2 separate regions of the Ovis aries genome follow, and region 1 is linked to region 2. The links are chromatin contacts, called in public Hi-C maps. All regions are on one chromosome and are shown on one strand. The core of a region is the stretch at or near the end of the contact, and the rest is flanking DNA. Distances in the headings are between cores, read along the strand shown.

Evidence for each region. A called contact is a pair of places that touch in the nucleus more often than the background predicts.
Region 1: a Hi-C map of hypothalamus shows a contact between it and region 2, with 4 times the contacts expected there. The contact joins the promoter of RPL29 here to the enhancer-like site in region 2. A contact is called at or near these places in 9 of 16 Hi-C or Micro-C datasets (blood, hypothalamus, liver and 4 more).

The regions. Positions count from the first base shown.
Region 1 is chr19:49,016,881-49,020,662 of ARS-UI_Ramb_v3.0, forward strand. RPL29 (ribosomal protein L29) reads left to right here and starts at 1,487. Exons shown (of 4, transcript XM_004018410.4): 1 at 1,487-1,525; 2 at 1,917-1,961; 3 at 2,256-2,320; 4 at 3,188-3,669. The coding sequence starts at 1,925. The coding sequence ends at 3,556. It overlaps LOC132658216 (a long non-coding RNA gene), which reads right to left and starts at 1,389. Exons shown (of 5, transcript XR_009597516.1): 1 at 1,328-1,389.
Region 2 is chr19:48,813,290-48,816,923 of ARS-UI_Ramb_v3.0, forward strand. All of the region lies in intron 7 of POC1A (POC1 centriolar protein A), which reads left to right. Among named protein-coding and RNA genes, the nearest start is that of POC1A, 38 kb to the left of the region's middle. Within about 2 kb of position 1,797, at least 12 of the 54 cell types and tissues checked have an H3K27ac peak or open chromatin away from gene starts, as enhancers often do. A contact at or near this core is called in hypothalamus, where this site is marked.

The DNA.
Region 1 (3,782 bases), core at 237-2,736, 200 kb after region 2:
CCGTCAGTCCATGATCTTGCCTGCCAAGGAGTGCAAGCAGTATCCATTCAGGGTGGTGGTGGTGGGGGCACGGGGGTGGAGGGTTCTTAATCTCCTGTTCTACATCAAGTGCTGTGCCAGGCAATGGAAAATGACAGTGACCAAACTAGTCCTGAACTCATGGTGCTTGAGCCAATGAACACATACACAAGTAAATAAAACAGGTAATTAGAGGCTGGGCAAGTTCTATGAAGGAAGCAAACAGAATAAGAGGACACAGCGTAACTGCGGAGATGGGGCAGAGATCTCTGTTCTAGGGGAAGTCTAGGACACCATCCAAAGAGCAGGAAGAAGGCAGTCCACGTGGAGTGGATAGCAAGTCCAAAGGCCCTGAAGCAGGAACAAGTATTTGTGCTTGGCAGGAAAGAAAGAAGTCCATAGGGGTGGAGAGAAGTGAATGATGAGTTGCCAGCATTAGGGGAGGTAAAGAATTCATCTCTAATGCAAGGGAAAGCCCTTGCAGACTTTAAGTGACAAGATCTGATTTGTATCTTAAAAGCTCAGGGACTTCCCTGGCAGTCCGGTGGTTAGGCCTCCACGCTCCCAGTACAGAGGACAGGGGTTCAGCCCTTGGTTTGGGGGAAGATCCCACATGCCACATGGTGTGGCCAGAAAAAATAAAGAAAAGTGTCGTCAGACCCCACCGCTGTGTGGGGAATAAAAAAAAAAAAGTAGGGGTAAGACTTTACAGGGCAATAGAGTTATCAGGAGGCAAGGTTTGCTCATTTTGGGTATCAACAGGCATATCACATTTAATGCATCTAAAAAGAAAACATCCAGGATAAACGTATAGGTATAGCTGAGTCACTTTGCTGGGCACCTGCAACTCTCACAATACTGTTAATCAGCTGTACTCCAATATAAATTAAAAGTTTTTTTAAAAAAATAAAGAAACACCGGAGCCATTGGCTCCCTCAGAATAAAGCAACAAGACCCCTATCTTCACCCGCTTGTTCAAGCCAGAAACTGAAGCGCTACACTGGCCTTCTTTCTCTCCCCAACCTTCTGCATCCCAAGCCCAGTCTAGTGTGTTTCTTTATCCACTCCGATCCACCCCTCGTGTCCCCACTCAGCTCCAGGTCAAGTCCTGTCCCAGATTCCTCCCAGCTCTGCCTCCTCTCCTCTGCTCCCTACAGTTCACTCTCCACACAGTAGCCAGGGGTACTTTTTCTGGCACACTAATTTCCTGTCACTTCCCGCCTCACGTGTGTTCCTCAAGGACCCCCGTCGCCTTCAAGACCTTTAATGAGACCTGAGACTCAAGTCCAGGAAAAATACGAGCCAAAACCTGAACGAGCCGGCCCGGCTTGTTAGCCTTGCCTTCCGGTCTGGATTGTATCCTCCGGGCTTAGGAACCTTTCTTCACAGCGTTGGGGGAAGCTTTTCCAGTAGTGCCTTCCTGCTGCGACGAGCCTATTTCCCGTGCTGCACCGCGGCCTTCCTCTTTCTCTTCCGGTCCCACGCGCTTCGGCATCTGAGGGCCCGGGTGAGTGCTAGCCGCGCGGTATCCAGAGCCATCCGTGACTCCTGGATGGCTGTGGGGCGCGAGGCCTGGGAAGGACTGGGAGACCGGCGCCTGGCTGTGGGGAGCGGAGGCCGCGGGGCGGGGGCGGTGCTTATGGGTTTTCACCGGGTGGATGCGAGTAGGGAGAATTCAGATTTAGGGGGAGAGCGCAATCTTGCGGCTGGGGGTTGGTTTCAAGGTACCCTAACCTGAGTTTGGAAGGGGGAGACTGGCGTCGGGTCTTGCAGAGTGAATCGAGGTACATGCGTCTGTGTTTCAGCCTCGTTCTGGCTGCACGATCTTCTAGATCAGGGCGAAAAGGTAGACCCGGTCTGGCGAGCCCCCAGCTCTGATCTCCACTCTCGTTCTCCAGGTGCAGACATGGCCAAGTCCAAGAACCACACCACGCACAACCAGTGTAAGTTCCCTGGCCCAGCCTTCATCGAATGCTCCAGGTCCTAGCAAGGATTAGGGATACTTGCCAGGGAAAGAAGGCACATTTTCTACTATGGGCATGAGACTGATGTTACTTTCAGCATTACCTTTGGGGTTTAGATTTAATAAGCCTCGAGATACCCACTTGCATCCAGTGATAAAGGGTTTCTTAAACAAATACTAAGTAATGGGAAGTTCTCCCCGGCTTGCCAGCTGTGATGGTTGTCATATTAGAGGAAATCTCTTTCTTTGGTCTAATTCCTTCCCTATCCCACAGCCCGAAAATGGCATAGAAACGGCATCAAGAAACCCCGATCACAACGATACGAATCTCTTAAGGGGGTGAGTGTGTGCACCGAATCACATGAGTGTGTTTGTTTGGCTCCAGTTGCATAGACAGGGTCTTTCATTCATTCATGTGCTTAACTGTCCTTCGTTTTAGTTGGACTTCAAGCTTTGCCAGGCCTGTAATAAAGTTTTACTTGGCCTTTATCGGCTTGGAGTATAACCCCCTGGTCAGGTGGTAACCTGCTACCTGAGGGCAGTCTGATCATCTCCCTTGGTCACCCAGAGCCTTTCCAGGGAAAGGATGGCCTTGCCTGTGTGTACCTGGTACCTTGTGAGCACTCCATTCCACTTTGACCACCCATATGACTTGATCTGACTCTGTGCCAGGAAGGCTGATGCCATGGGGTCTGAGCAGAACTGTGCCCTCTCTGCACTTTGCTTCTCCCCTGTACCATTGGTCTCTCCCCCTCCCCCTTTTCCCTCCCTTAGTCTCTTACAGCTTGTTTGCTGTGAATCTGTTGTACCAACCTTGGAATTTGACATTTTTTGAGGAGGAGGGGGTGGGGTGTCCCTGAAGGGGTTTTCAGGGAAGCCTCAACCAAAATCCTGCTGTAGGAATTTCCTCTTTCTTTCTGCACCTGCATTTGAACTCTCCTGGGCTCTGGGCATGTAGCCCTGAAGATGTGTTTTGTGTATAGCATTAGCAGGGTGGCATTACTGACTTTTGGGGTGGTGGTACGCATTTGGCTGCCGGTAGTTTCTAAGGCTCAGGTTATTTCTGCATTTAAGGTTGACTTGATGCTGTCTCGACTCCCAATAGGCCTGATAGTCTCTAAGGTGCTGCTATAGAGAGGGGGACCAAGGGTGACTTGGCCCTTACATGCTGCACTCACAGCTGTCAGTACATTTCTTGCCTACCAGGTAGACCCCAAGTTCCTGAGGAACATGCGCTTTGCCAAGAAGCACAACAAGAGGGGCCTGAAGAAGATGCAGGCCAACAACGCGAAGGCCATGAGTGCACGTGCCGAGGCTGTCAAGGCCCTCGTCAAGCCCAAGGAGGTCAAGCCCAAGATGCCCACAGGCGGCAGCCGCAAGCTCAGCCGACTTGCCTACATCGCCCACCCCAAGCTCGGGAAGCGCGCCCGTGCTCGCATCGCCAAGGGCCTCAGGCTCTGCCGGCCAAAGTCCCAGGCCAAGGCTCCGGCCAAGGCTCCAGCCAAGGCCAAGCCACCTGCGGCTGCGGCTCCAGCTGCCAAGGGTGCCCAGGCCCCCACCAAAGCTCCGGAGTAGGGACCTTCATCTGCCAGTGTGAGGACAGAAGGACTGGTGTGACCCCCTGGGCTGCTGTCTGCGTGGGGCTGGTGTCCTCTTGTGCTATTTGTACAAATAAATCTGAGACAGGATCTGTCGGTCAGCCTGTGTCTGTGATCCCAGGGCTGGAACTAGGGTTTGGGTCAGGTGGGTACCAATGTTTTGTGGGGGCGTAGAGTTTTAGCCTTCCTGGATTGGTGCCGTG
Region 2 (3,634 bases), core at 547-3,046:
TCTCCAGGGGTGGGTCATCTATGGTGTGGCTGTCTGGAAACTTGGCTAGGGGATGGAAGGGGTTGCCACCTGGCATCCACCAGCCCTCTGGTGGCCATTTGTGACGTGGCAGAGCCTCACGCACACTGCAGGGCAAATGGGGGCTCTGGCCAGGGCGCCTCTCGAGGGGCACTTCCCAGGGGCTGCATGTGCTACTTGCCTCCCCCTGTAATGAACGCTCTGTTGCTCTGGGGCCAAGCTGATAGCTCTGGAGGTGATGAAGGGGACAGGTTTGTCAAAAGAGGTCCGTGTTGGTGGGGCCTTGGCCACCTCTGGTTCCATGGTGTCCTCCACAGATGTGGAGCCAGGAGCTGTTTGGAGGGTCCATTTGTTAGGGGCCAGGCTGGTAAACACAGCCGTGGTGCTGTGTCTCCTTATTTAATTGTAGCCTTTAGAAGGCAGGGTGGCGGGCTGTCAATATGGGCTGGTGTCAGGCTCCAGGAGGGAGATGGGGTTGGGGTCAGACTTGTGTGAGCTCAAGATGAGATAGCTGACGCTACTAGGGTATGAAACTGGCCTCAAGGTAGGTGTGACTGGGCAGAACTGTGATTCACCACAGTTGTGGGGATGTGGACCCAGGAAGGGAGCTGGTGAGGTGCCACAGGAGGTGCTGGGAGTTTTGCCGGAGGCTGAATGGATAGGCAGACCTGGGGGTTTGGGGCAAGACCAGGAAGAGTCAGAGCTGGAGTAGTTTGAAGAACTGTGGTTGTGAATTTGGGACTAAGTTTCAAGTTCATGGGATCACTTGCGAAATTCACACCCGAAAATGGGAAGGACAGTTCAGTTCAGTCGCTCAGTCGTGTCCAACTCTTTGCAGCTCAGGCACGCCAGGCCTCCCTGTTTATCATCAACTCCCAGAGTTCACTCAAACTCATATCCATCGAGTCGGTGATGCCATCCAGCCATCTCATCCTCTGTCGTCCCCTTCTCCTCCTGCCTTCAATCTTTCCCAGCATCAGGGTCTTTTCAAATGAGTCAGCTCTTTGCATCAGATGGCCAAAGTATGGGAGTTTCAGCTTCAACATCAGTCCTTCCAATGAACACTCAGGACTGATCTCCTTTAGGATGGACTGGTTGGATCTCCTTGCAGTGCAAGGGACTCTTAGAGTCTTCTCCAACACCACAGGTCAAAAGCATCAATTCTTTGGTGCTCAGCTTTCTTTATAGTCCAACTCTCACATCCATACACGACCACTGGAAAACCATAGCCTTGACTAGACGGACCTTTGTTGGCAAAGTAATGTCTCTGCTTTTTAATATGCTGTCTAGGTTGGTCGTAACTTTCCTTTCAAGGAGTAAGTGGAGAAGGACATATTTGTACAGAGTTGTGGGGTGTGGGGTTCAGAGTTCTCTTCTTGCACCCCCAACAAGCTGTTCCGAGTCTTAGATGTTTGAGGCTGGCATTTTCTTGGGGTGACTAAAGGAACAGATCTTCCAAGAAGGGAGAATGGATCCTGGTCTTGAAAAGCACCTGGTGGAGATAGCTGGGTGAGTTTGGGCAGGTTACTTGACTCCTGTGTACCCCTGATGAGACGTGTTTCATAGGTGGTGTTGGTGTAATGAGTTGGTCCATGACAGGAACTTAGAGAGTGCCTCTCTGTGTTGCGTCAGTGCGGTGTTGGTGACAATGATGGTGATGCTGCTGCTGCTGCTGAGTCTGTCCTGGAGTCTTGAGGGCTGGTTTCCTCGCAAGACTGGCCCTGCTGGCCCAGGCCTGCAGTACTGCACACCACCACCAGGTGGCAGGGGCCAGCCACAAGAGTGGTTCTTGCCTGGATCGGAAACCCTGGAGTTTGTCACTGATGGCTGTTCCAGACAGCAGCTTCTAGAACTGCTAGAAGCTTCTAGAACTTCTACCCTCTCCTTAGAGACCACGCCTCTCCTCTCCTTCAGCCTTAGAGGCCTTTCTCCTGCCTTGGGCCAGGCCCAAGTTGCAAACTGGGTGTATCAGCACACTGATGTGGGGAGGTGGGAGGAGCAGAGTGGTGCTGGGCGGGAATGCTGTCTCTGAGTGTGAGGTCAGGGGGCCTTGGGCAGGGAGGTGATGAGGCAGAGCAGTGCCTGGACTCTGCTTCCTGTCTGTGCAGAGGTGGTGGTAACCTGCCTGATGGGGTTTGTGAGGATCTGATGGGAGAATCCAAATGAGGATTACAGTCTAGTACTGGATATGTGGTTTTACCACATAAATCTTCATACTGATGGGGAGAATCTCCAGGTGACCCTGGGAGAGTCCAGGCACACCTCTGATGGATCAGATGCCTGGTGTTGACGAGGTACAGCAACAGGTGCCCGCAGGGAAGGGCCTGGAATGCCATACTGTAGCCCGTGTCCTGGCTGGACATGCTGGGATGAGGTGGAGAGGTGGCAGGCATCTGAGAGGATAGCGTGCTGAGAGCCTGCTTGAGTAGGATGCCATGTGCCTGGTGGGAGGGCTGTCCATGCCCAATGTTGGGTGAAGGCTAGACATGAGAGTGAGGCAGGGGTCAGGCCCAGAGGGTAGGTTCTGGAGACTGGATGGAGGCAGAGCTGATGCTATGGGTGGAGGGGCCAGCTGAGCCTGGGTATCTGGGCTTGCATCCCTGAGCTCGAGGGGCCATGGGAGAAAAAGATCCACAGAGCATCCAGAGTGACGAGTGGGAGCCTGGTCTCCCCACAGTGGAGGGCTGAGGAGAGCGGAGGAAAGTGGGGTGTCCTGAAGAGGATGCTCAGGGTGTGGTGACCCACAGCAGTGGAGGAGAGTGGAGGGTGCTGGGGAGAGGTGCCTCGGCTTCTTGAGGGAGCAGGCTTGGCAGCAGGTGGGGGTGGAAGGTCCATGACTGGCAGGGCTGGGGGGCGGTGGGTGGACTCAGGTGGCATCCGAAGTCGAGTCCTGAGGGGGCCTGAGGTGCGTGAGGCTGACAGGCTCTGCAGAGGAATTTCAGCCTGTTAATACAGCTGTCCTTTCCTCTCATGACAGCCGCTCAGCAAGCCTGAAGCATTTGATTCCTAAGCACCATCCCCCCCTTAGGGACCAGAAACCTTGTGGGCCTGAAGCACCCCGCAAACAGCTGGACCCCCCTGAGCTCCCTGCCCAGTGTGTGGCACACGGTGGCTGGGCACAAGGCAGCAGGCTTATCCCAGCACCCCTGGGCTCAGCCTCCAGGGCTCAAGGAAACCTCGCGGGCCCGAGCTCACTGGTAGGGAGTGCACCCCTCCCCCTCTTCACTGGCAGGGACCTGGTCAGGTCTGCTCAGGTCCAGCCGCTCCCCTAGACAGTGCTGTGGCAGCACCTGCGACCGGAGAGGTGCTCCTGGCTCCTGAGTAGCAGCTGTCCCCCCACCCCAAGAGGCAGGGACACCCCTGGGAGGCTGGATCCCCGAGAGGGCCTCCCGGCCCCTTGGCAGCAGGCAGAAAACCCCAGCAGGTTTTCTGACCCCTTAAGACACCCAGGGGAAAGCTTTTAAGGCCAGTGGCGTCCAGTGTCTCCCCTGATTGGGGTTTGAGTGCATAAGGCTGTTGTGCTTTTCTGAGAAATTGGTTCGTGATACTGCAGTGTGTGGCCAGCGAGTCCAGGCCTCATGTGGCCACCCACCAAAATCCTGCTCTGTGGAGGGTA